2 separate regions of the Drosophila melanogaster genome follow, and region 1 is linked to region 2. The links are chromatin contacts, called in public Hi-C maps. All regions are on one chromosome and are shown on one strand. The core of a region is the stretch at or near the end of the contact, and the rest is flanking DNA. Distances in the headings are between cores, read along the strand shown.

Region 1 (4,537 bases), core at 1,750-4,249, 37 kb before region 2:
GGTTCTTACTAAAACAGGAAAAACAAGAGAATCAGACATCATATCAGAAAATATTCTTTGAATAAAATAAAGAAGTACTAGACATCCATCAGAATAAGTACTGTAGGCACAACCAGAATAATTGAGAGCGAAACAAAACACGGTCGCTTGTGCTCAGCCTACTCTTAGGAACTAATCATTCTCATTAGAAGAAACCTTTTTGATTTCGACAATTTCAGACTCGTATTTTAGTTTGTTCAAGATGGTCGTGAGGGGAGGACTAAAAGATTAGAGAAATAAAAATGTGAGCAAAATCATCTCAAAGTTATCGGGATTCTATCGATGTTGCTTCGATGCGTTCCAATTAAATAATTTGTTTAAAGAGGAACAAGAATAACACGGGGCAAGGAAAATAAGAAAAATGCAAAAGACTGGGACTCACTACTCAATTTTAAAGACAATATAAATGTATTAAAGAAGAGAATTATAAGTCTATGTCATATATGTATGTATACGCATGTATGTATATGAACAGTTCATGGCCACTTATATAACTAGCGTAAAACAACTTTTGTGCCTACTGGTTTGTATTATAGATTTACAGTTTATTTATGATATAAAATGAAAGAAATATAAAACCTAGAAATTGCTTTTCACCTGGGGTCTTTATAACTTATATTCTTAGGTGTCGATTTTTCCTACGACTGTTTGAAATACATGATTTGCGAAAAAATAAAAGAGGCTATCCAACCGATTGGCCTCAGAGTGCTGTTCAGGGTTGGGTTGTATAAATACATATATGAGACATAGTTTTAATTTACTGTTTCAAGAGAAGTCAGCCTTTGTCGAACAGCAATAACAAGATTTAAACAGAAGGATCTACATTTTTATCGACAACGGCATCCAACAGAGCAATGTCGTTTTTTACCCATTTGTCGTAGAATACAAGGGTATGCAAGGTTCGTTGAAAATTATCTAAAGGGTAGAAAGAGCGGTTCCAACAAAAAAAAGTGTACACTATCTTGATCTGTATAACTTGCCGAGTCGATCCGGACATGTCCGTCCGCTGGTCGTGATCTCGGAAACTATAAAGGCTAGAACGTTGATATTAATGCTTAATATTATTATTCGTTTACTATACGTCAAAATCTGTCGATACTACATGTCTTCAATGTGTTAGTATAAGTTCCTTGCTTTTTTATGTTTATCTCCGTAATGCCTTTTGGGTATATCAATCGATTTGGTAAGCGCTGAAGGTGTAGAGGATTCAGCATCGATGTGGATGAAAATTCTTCCGGTTTCTTGAGCCCAGAAGATAGCAAAGTGTTATTATTGCCGGGCAGAGATAAAGGGGCTGACGTCAACGGCTGAATCGTAGGGACTGCCAAGACTTTTGGGGTTACCTCTCCCTTGGTTGCTGTTCTGGTTATCATATGACTGCTATAAGCGCCTAGGATAATGATAACAAACACTGTGATGGCCTGCATTGAGTGCTTAAAGCTGTTCGATGACTGATTAAAATCTATTTAATATACTAGTTTTAGCCGCCGTCTTCTGTATACCAGCAATAGCTTCCTTCTATAACTAACTTCATAATGTCCAATTCTACGAATTACACCAAAACACATGTTTAAATATCAATAGATGGAAAAACAGCTTCTTTGAAGCTGTTCTCGTCTTAAACAATACTAGTATTAACGATATTGCGACGATACATTTTTAAATGCTTTTGGAAAAATAAAATAAAAGAGAATGCTTTAATCGACTTCCCCGACTATCAGATGCCCATTACTCAGAAAGTTTGAATGCAAACGCGAAATTTCATAATTTTTCTGGTATATCAATAGATCTTGGTGAATAAAATTAAATTAAATTAAATTGCCGTAGCAATATAAGGCGCCTTGTAGGTGTTAGAGTGGGAGTGGCAACTTGCGCTGCGTCTGTGTCTCTAGAATCTGTATGCAGAATCTCAACCTTCTAGCTTTTATAGTTCTAGACGTTCATACGGACAGACGGACATGGCCAGATAGACTTGGCTATTAATCCTGAATATATATAATTTATAGGGTTGGAAACGACTGTTACATACGTTTTAAAGAGTCGAATATACCCTTTTACTCAACAAGTAACATAAAATTTTCAAAGGTCGTGACCGTTTCGGAAGTTTTATATATGTATTCTAGTTCATATAGCTCCTGAGATCTCCACGTTCATACGGAGGGACAGAGCGTGTACTTGATTACCTTACTTACTACTACACAAACATTGAGAGTAGGGCCAGAAACAATTCAATTTGTCCCATTTCTGCAGCCTAAATTAAATTTCGAACTAAGAACTTGTACTAAGTACAAGCTCAGGCAAACGCACTTTTATTACCACCAACCTAAGAAAGTGAAATTCATTTGTGAATTCATTTAGTTGTTGAGCTAATAAGCTTAGCTATTTTTATATCCGTTACTCGTAGAGTACCTAGATTCTTTGAAAAGTATGTAACAGGTAGAAGGAAGCGTTTCTGACTATATAAAGTATATATATTCTTGATCAGGAACAATAGACGAGTCAAATTAGCCATGTCCGTTTGTCCGTATGACCGTCGAGATCTCAGGAACTATAATAACTAGAAGGTTGAGATTAAAATTCTAGAGACATAGACGCGTAAGTTTGTTGATCCAAGTGGCCACGCTCACTCTAACACCCTCAAAGCTCACAAAACTGCCACTCCCACACTTTTAAAAAAGGTGTTGATATTTTTTCTTATTTTTATTAGTCTTGTAAATTTTTATCGATTAGCAACAAAAATAAAATGGAATATGGAAAATGTATCAGCATATAATAATGTATGTATTAGCATATTAGCACTTTAATTTAATTTCCGTGATAGGATTGATAGGATCTCCACAAAAAAAACCGACTATGGGACTAACGGACGACAGAACAACAAGGACAAACAATGACCCCCCACCCAACATACAATTCCTACCAAAGATCAGTTAACAGAAAATGTGATCCCTACAAGTATGCTACACTTTGCACAACGTAGACCCTCTGACGACTCATGGATCCCCTAGAGAAATTTACTCAGATGTATAAAGCATTATACATTTTAATTTTAAACATAAAATGTAAAATGTAAATGTAAAATTTGTTCTGAACACGTGCATAAATATAAACATACTAATTTAAATTGTTTTAAACACGATTTTGAATTTGTGGCCCTAAATGTAAAATTAATTTAGCCTCTTCTGTGAAAAATTATTATTAACATTATTGGAGGGCATTACAGTGAGGGTACTTCAGTCAATTCAAAGGACGGCATTAATGGTGGCGCTGGCTGCGATCTTGCTGCTACTTGGTCTTGAGGAGCTTCTTTTCCTATCCTTTCTTAGACATCTTGGCTATCACTGGGCTGGATTTTTGTACAAATTAAATTACTGGCTTCCACCAGCCATTTTCGGTATTAGAAAATGTTTGGGCTACAGCACAAGCACAACACATACCCTCTAGTGGTTGGCACTTTAGTTAGAAATAAATATTCACAACATCAAAATACAAATAAAAGAACACTTTAAAAAGATATTTACTTAAACCATAAAAATTAAAACTACTCGCAGAATTCAAAACTCAAACACCGAACTACAAGCTCCTGGAGAACTTCATTAAAATACTTATTAGAAAACTACCAATACAATTATTTACTATTTTGGCTCATCATGATATCACAGAATTAAGTGACCATCAACCATATGGCTGCATACTTTAAAGAAACCGGATGCTAAATTGCAAAGATGGAGAGCCAAATTAAACGAATGCCACTTTAAAATCGATTATATTAATATATAATATATTATATTAATTAATTAATATTAAAGAGAGAATTCAGCTTCCGATGCATTATCGAGAATTAAAATTAAAATTTATTAAACAAAATTTTAAATAGAAAATTTACCATTTATATTGAGAGCGGCAAAGATTTTAAAATTATTTAAAGTGCACGCAGAGAAATTATTATGCAATTTGGCTAAAACAGAACATAGAAAAACCAAAAGGCCTTTTAAAATCACACCTAACAAATTTGTGGTAGATATTGGTCGAATCATATTTATATTCATTCATATTTCATTCATTTGAGGAGAACATTACATCAGTTTCATTTAAATTTATTGTAAATTCACTGCATTTGAGAAAATTAAAACAAAGTACTAGATAGAATGCAGAAACGCATTAATGCAATCAATTAGATAAACCCAAATTATTAAAGGCAGACAGAGACGATGCTTTCCCCAGCTTAACTATAAAGCGATAGCTTGAAGCAGAAGGAATCGAATTTCAATTTAACACGGCAAAAGATCGGTGTAGCAGACGTCAAAATAAAACAATATCATTTATATATATTACAATATCAATAATCCGAATAATCAATTCATCTGATGACGAATAAGTACAATTAAGCAAAACAGAAACAATCCTTTTCGCATGCAACCATTACTCGGTTACTCGTTTAGTAAAAGGATATACTACATTCTTAGTATGTAACTGTCGTTTCCGACCCTCGGGGAAC
Region 2 (4,289 bases), core at 1,451-3,950:
AGATCTGTGTTATGGCTATGGCTGTGGCTATAGCTGCGGCTATAGCTCCGGCTCAAGCGCTGCCCGACTGGCCGGGCCCGTTGAGCTGTCTGTTATCAGCTCACAATAATAAAAATTTAAATATATACACACACCATGGGTGAGTGTGCGCGGGCATGTGTCGGGGCCGTCGACTGCTTGTTGCCCATGTGGGTACAGTCAATTGAAAGGAAATGGCCTTATTTCATATAAATATGTACATAAAGTACACACACTCACACACACACACACACCCGCAGCTCGAGCACGGCTCCATATGAGCCAGAACATTGGACGGGGCAGACTCTCGACTGAGACCATTTGCGGGTCTCTGGCCCGGTCATTCCTTTGTTCGGATTGGTTTTTTCCACATTACCGCTCCTTAGTGTCCATATGCCCCCTTGCCTTGTTTTTGCTATTCTTTTTCGCTGGGCAGATGTTTTCTCAGACACGGTGCTGAGATTTGCTCGAATTGTTGGGCGTTTATGCAAATCGACTGGGCTAAGGGATGAGTTTTGTACGAAGGCTCGAATGGAAGTGGAATTTCGTAGTTACGGTTCGAATAACTTTATGCTAAACTTATCACATGTTTTTTATGTGACAATTGTATGTATTGTCTATTCGATCTGAACATATTTCCGAATTCTCAATTTATTTAAATTGTCAGATCTTTACGAAGTCCGTGATTCTATGATTTTTGAAATAAATTTATTGACATATTTTGTCCAACATTAGATCTAAGCCATGACTCACAAACTCATACACTTCTCAGTGTACATAAGCTGAAGTGGCTACTCGCATAAAATGATAAGATTCTTGGAATTTCCTGCAATAATTATTTTTGATTGAGCCAAGCTAAACAACATTGTTCGCTTGACTGACTACTGACAAGCACACATATTTTTAGGGGGGCAGATTCGGAAAAACCTCTTTCAGACACAGGACTGGAAAGCATACAATACCTTCGACCAATGTAAATGATCGTTGGAAAGGTGAGTCACATTATTATTGTGTATAAGTTAGCTAGTCTTCAAACTGATGCATGTATTTGTTTCGCATGAATCAATCCGTGTATGACCAAAACAGAAGACCAATCTAAACCGAAAACTGTTATTCACGACTCAAGCCAAACTTTGACCGTTGTTCGATGGTTGTATGGTTAGTGACGGCTTATCAAACTCATTGTAATATAAGTAGCCAAATGTACTCCTGACACAAATAATGTTCAGAGTGTAAGACGATATTATTGAAGAACTGTAGTCGTAAGGGAGCATTACTTTTGAGAAATAACGGTTCCACTTTTAGATTTGTTTTGGTATCGATCTCCAAAAAGCAGAGGATAAGAATAAGTACGTTAATTAAGATCATTTTGGGAAAGGTAAATATTGCCTAGAAAGATTAAAAGAAAACTTGGAAATAAGTGCAATACGTTCTGTAATAATTATTCGTTGATATAGAATTTCATGTACTTTACTATTCGATTATAAGAATGACTCGTATTTCTGTCAAATTTTAAATTTAAGCGCTCTTCTCTCGTGTTCTATTATTGCTTTTGCTTTTGTAAAGCCATTTGGATGAAGATCATTTTTAGTGACATGATTTGTGGTGTGGCAATAATGGGTCAAGCAGAGAATGCAAAATTCATAACGGGCTCTATATTACTGGTCAACCCCAGGAGTCGATATTGGCATGAAACTTCCTTGACGGTTTTAAATTTAAGAGAATCACCTGGTCACCAGTTCACTAAAATACTATTCCTTATACTTACTTTCGTTCTCTGATGACATCGCGCAGGAAATCCATGGCCTCATAGAGACTCCACTTGGGCTTGAAGCCATTGCCCATTAGCTTGACGTGGGCGAGTTCACGGCGGTAGGATTCCCTCAAGGACTTGAAGGCCCGTGCAACGCGACGCCCGGGAGCGTTGAACTCGCGGCCTATGTGCTCCCAGGCTCGGTTCTTTTCTTCTTCGGCGCCCTTGAAATTCGGGAGACGGGAGTCCCAGAGAATTGGATTGTCGTGCACCATTTGGATGAGCTTCAGCTTGTCGGAGGCGTTGCGCCGAACCACTGTTGGGACACAAAAATGAATGCAAATAATATAAGTCCTCGAGTCTCGACAGTCGAATATTTTAAGAAAGCACGGTACAGGCACCTCAAAACTTCTATAAGTCGAACTTTTTTAACCCAAATGTACATACATACGTATGTACGTATATGTATGTACATTGCACATAGGGTGAACCGAACTATTTGAATAGGCAATGAAGAGATAAAATAAATTCTACTGCTTGTTCGACGTATCGACTTTCGACTGCATTTTGCATAAAAATTGTACATATATACATATGTATGTACGTATGTTTGCATGAATGTGGGGAATAAATCTGTGTACGCACATTTCTTTATCTTCTGAGAGGGCATGGCAGTTGCGGCGGCCAGGGGGTGGGGCTCCAACTTGGGCTTCATGTCAAGAGCGATTGCCGCGGCGGCAGCACTCATGTCCTGCAGCGAGTGGGTGGCGGTGGGCAAACAGCCGCTCACGGGCGCCATCAGAATGTTCTGGAGGATTTGAAGGCTTGAACTGGCCAGGGCTCCACAGTACTCTTTAGTTCGGACGCGATCGCGGTCGGCTGATAACGGGGCTGCTACCCTCTCACGACCAAGTTTAAACGGCAACTAAAAACCAAGACCAGAAAATAACAACCACCGCGGCAAGCGGGCTGCGCTCAGCCGTCGTCGACGCCGAGCCGGCAGCGCAGTTGGCAGCAAGCCCGCATTCAGAGCCAAAAAATCACGCGCATTCGACATCGACATGAGAGCCAGCTATAGCTCTTTGCGCTCTCTGTCTCTCTCCGGCCGTGGCTCGCTGCCACCGTTCCCGTTATCTGATCCAGACATATAGGTCTAAAGCGCTCTCCGGGCGCTGCCTAGAGCGCGACTCGCCGGATGGAAACCCCGTTTAATCGCAATCACAAGCCACAGAAAGTAAAAGCAAGCGAAAAGCGGCGTCGCACACACACACACACACAACAGGGAGAACGCGCAGAACGAAACAACAGAAAATGTGTGTAATACAAAAATCCGTTGACGCGTTCGCATTTGGTTTTAGCAGAGGAATTGTCGAGCGTTCGTACGTACTTGCATACATATGTATGTATGTACTACATGAATGTACCATATACACATGTATGTACATACATACATACGTACCAAAATACTTGGATAGCGTTTCTTGGCAGAATACGCTGCACTTCGGCCATATCAGCTTCAATTAATATAGGGGGGTCGATTCCCGTATCGGAACAATTTCGAGGAATTTAAAGAATTCATGACTATGTACATATGTACATACATTTATTGTAAATCTCCAACGCATTAAGGTTTTAGACTAACATAATAATTATAAGTTTACTGGAGTACACACATACATATAATCTTGATCTGTCCGCCTGTCCGTTCGCATGCAAGTTAGTGCGTTCGCAAGCCTATCCAGACGCCATGAAACCGTTTATTGGCCAGGTATCCTGCTCTCAGTTGTGAAAAGGGATTTGATTTTCATTTCATTTTGTTATATAAATGTAAATTTCCATCGAAATGACAAAAAAAATCTCAAAATTCGCTGAGTAACGGGTATCTGATAGTCGAAAGTAATCGACTATTGTTCTCTCTTGTTTTAAATAAATAAGAAGAGAGAACGCACGAGTTCCCCGAATATCAAATACCTTTTACTCAGCTAGTGGAAGTGAGAACGCGAAATTTCATAATTTTTTAGGACCATCGATAGATATTGGACAAGAAGAAATGGGAGGTTTGTGGTCGTTAGAGTGGGCGTGGCATAAAGTTTTTGTAGCAAATCGATAGAATTTTACAATACTAATAAAAATGTGAAAAAAAGATATAACATATTTTTCAAATGTGTGTCCGTGACAGGTTTCTGCGGCTTACGGTCGATAGTGGGTGTGGCATAATCGATAAAAATTTATAATTAAAAAAGATGAAAAAATATCAAAACTTTTTTAAAAGTTTTTTTGCAAAACCATACACATTTGCAAGACTAATAAAACTATGAAAGAATATCAAAACAGTTTTCAAAAGTGTGGGCGTGACAGTTTTGCCCGACTTGTGGGCGTGGAAGCAAACTGGCTCTGTGTCTATGTTTCTAGAATCTGTATGCATAATCTTGACCTTCTAGTTCTTATAGCTCCTGAGATTTCGACGTTCAACGGACGGACAGGCTATTGATCCTGATCAATAATATGAATACTTTCT

The links. Hi-C and Micro-C count contacts between places; a contact is called where the count stands out from the background.
Region 1: a Hi-C map of the Kc167 cell line shows a contact between it and region 2, with 3 times the contacts expected there. A contact is called at or near these places in 25 of 107 Hi-C or Micro-C datasets (the Clone 8 cell line, the Kc167 cell line, the ML-DmBG3-c2 cell line and 10 more) and 1 of 7 datasets of targeted methods (the Kc167 cell line).

The regions. Positions count from the first base shown.
Region 1 is chr3L:22,980,748-22,985,284 of dm6, reverse strand. No RefSeq gene overlaps it. Among named protein-coding and RNA genes, the nearest start is that of CG32457, 4.6 kb to the left of the region's middle.
Region 2 is chr3L:22,944,068-22,948,356 of dm6, reverse strand. Mes2 (Mesoderm-expressed 2) reads right to left here and starts at 2,700. Exons shown (of 3, transcript NM_168979.4): 1 at 2,417-2,700; 2 at 1,787-2,087. The coding sequence starts at 2,570. It overlaps mir-9388 (mir-9388 stem loop), which reads right to left and starts at 3,241; the gene lies at 3,150-3,241.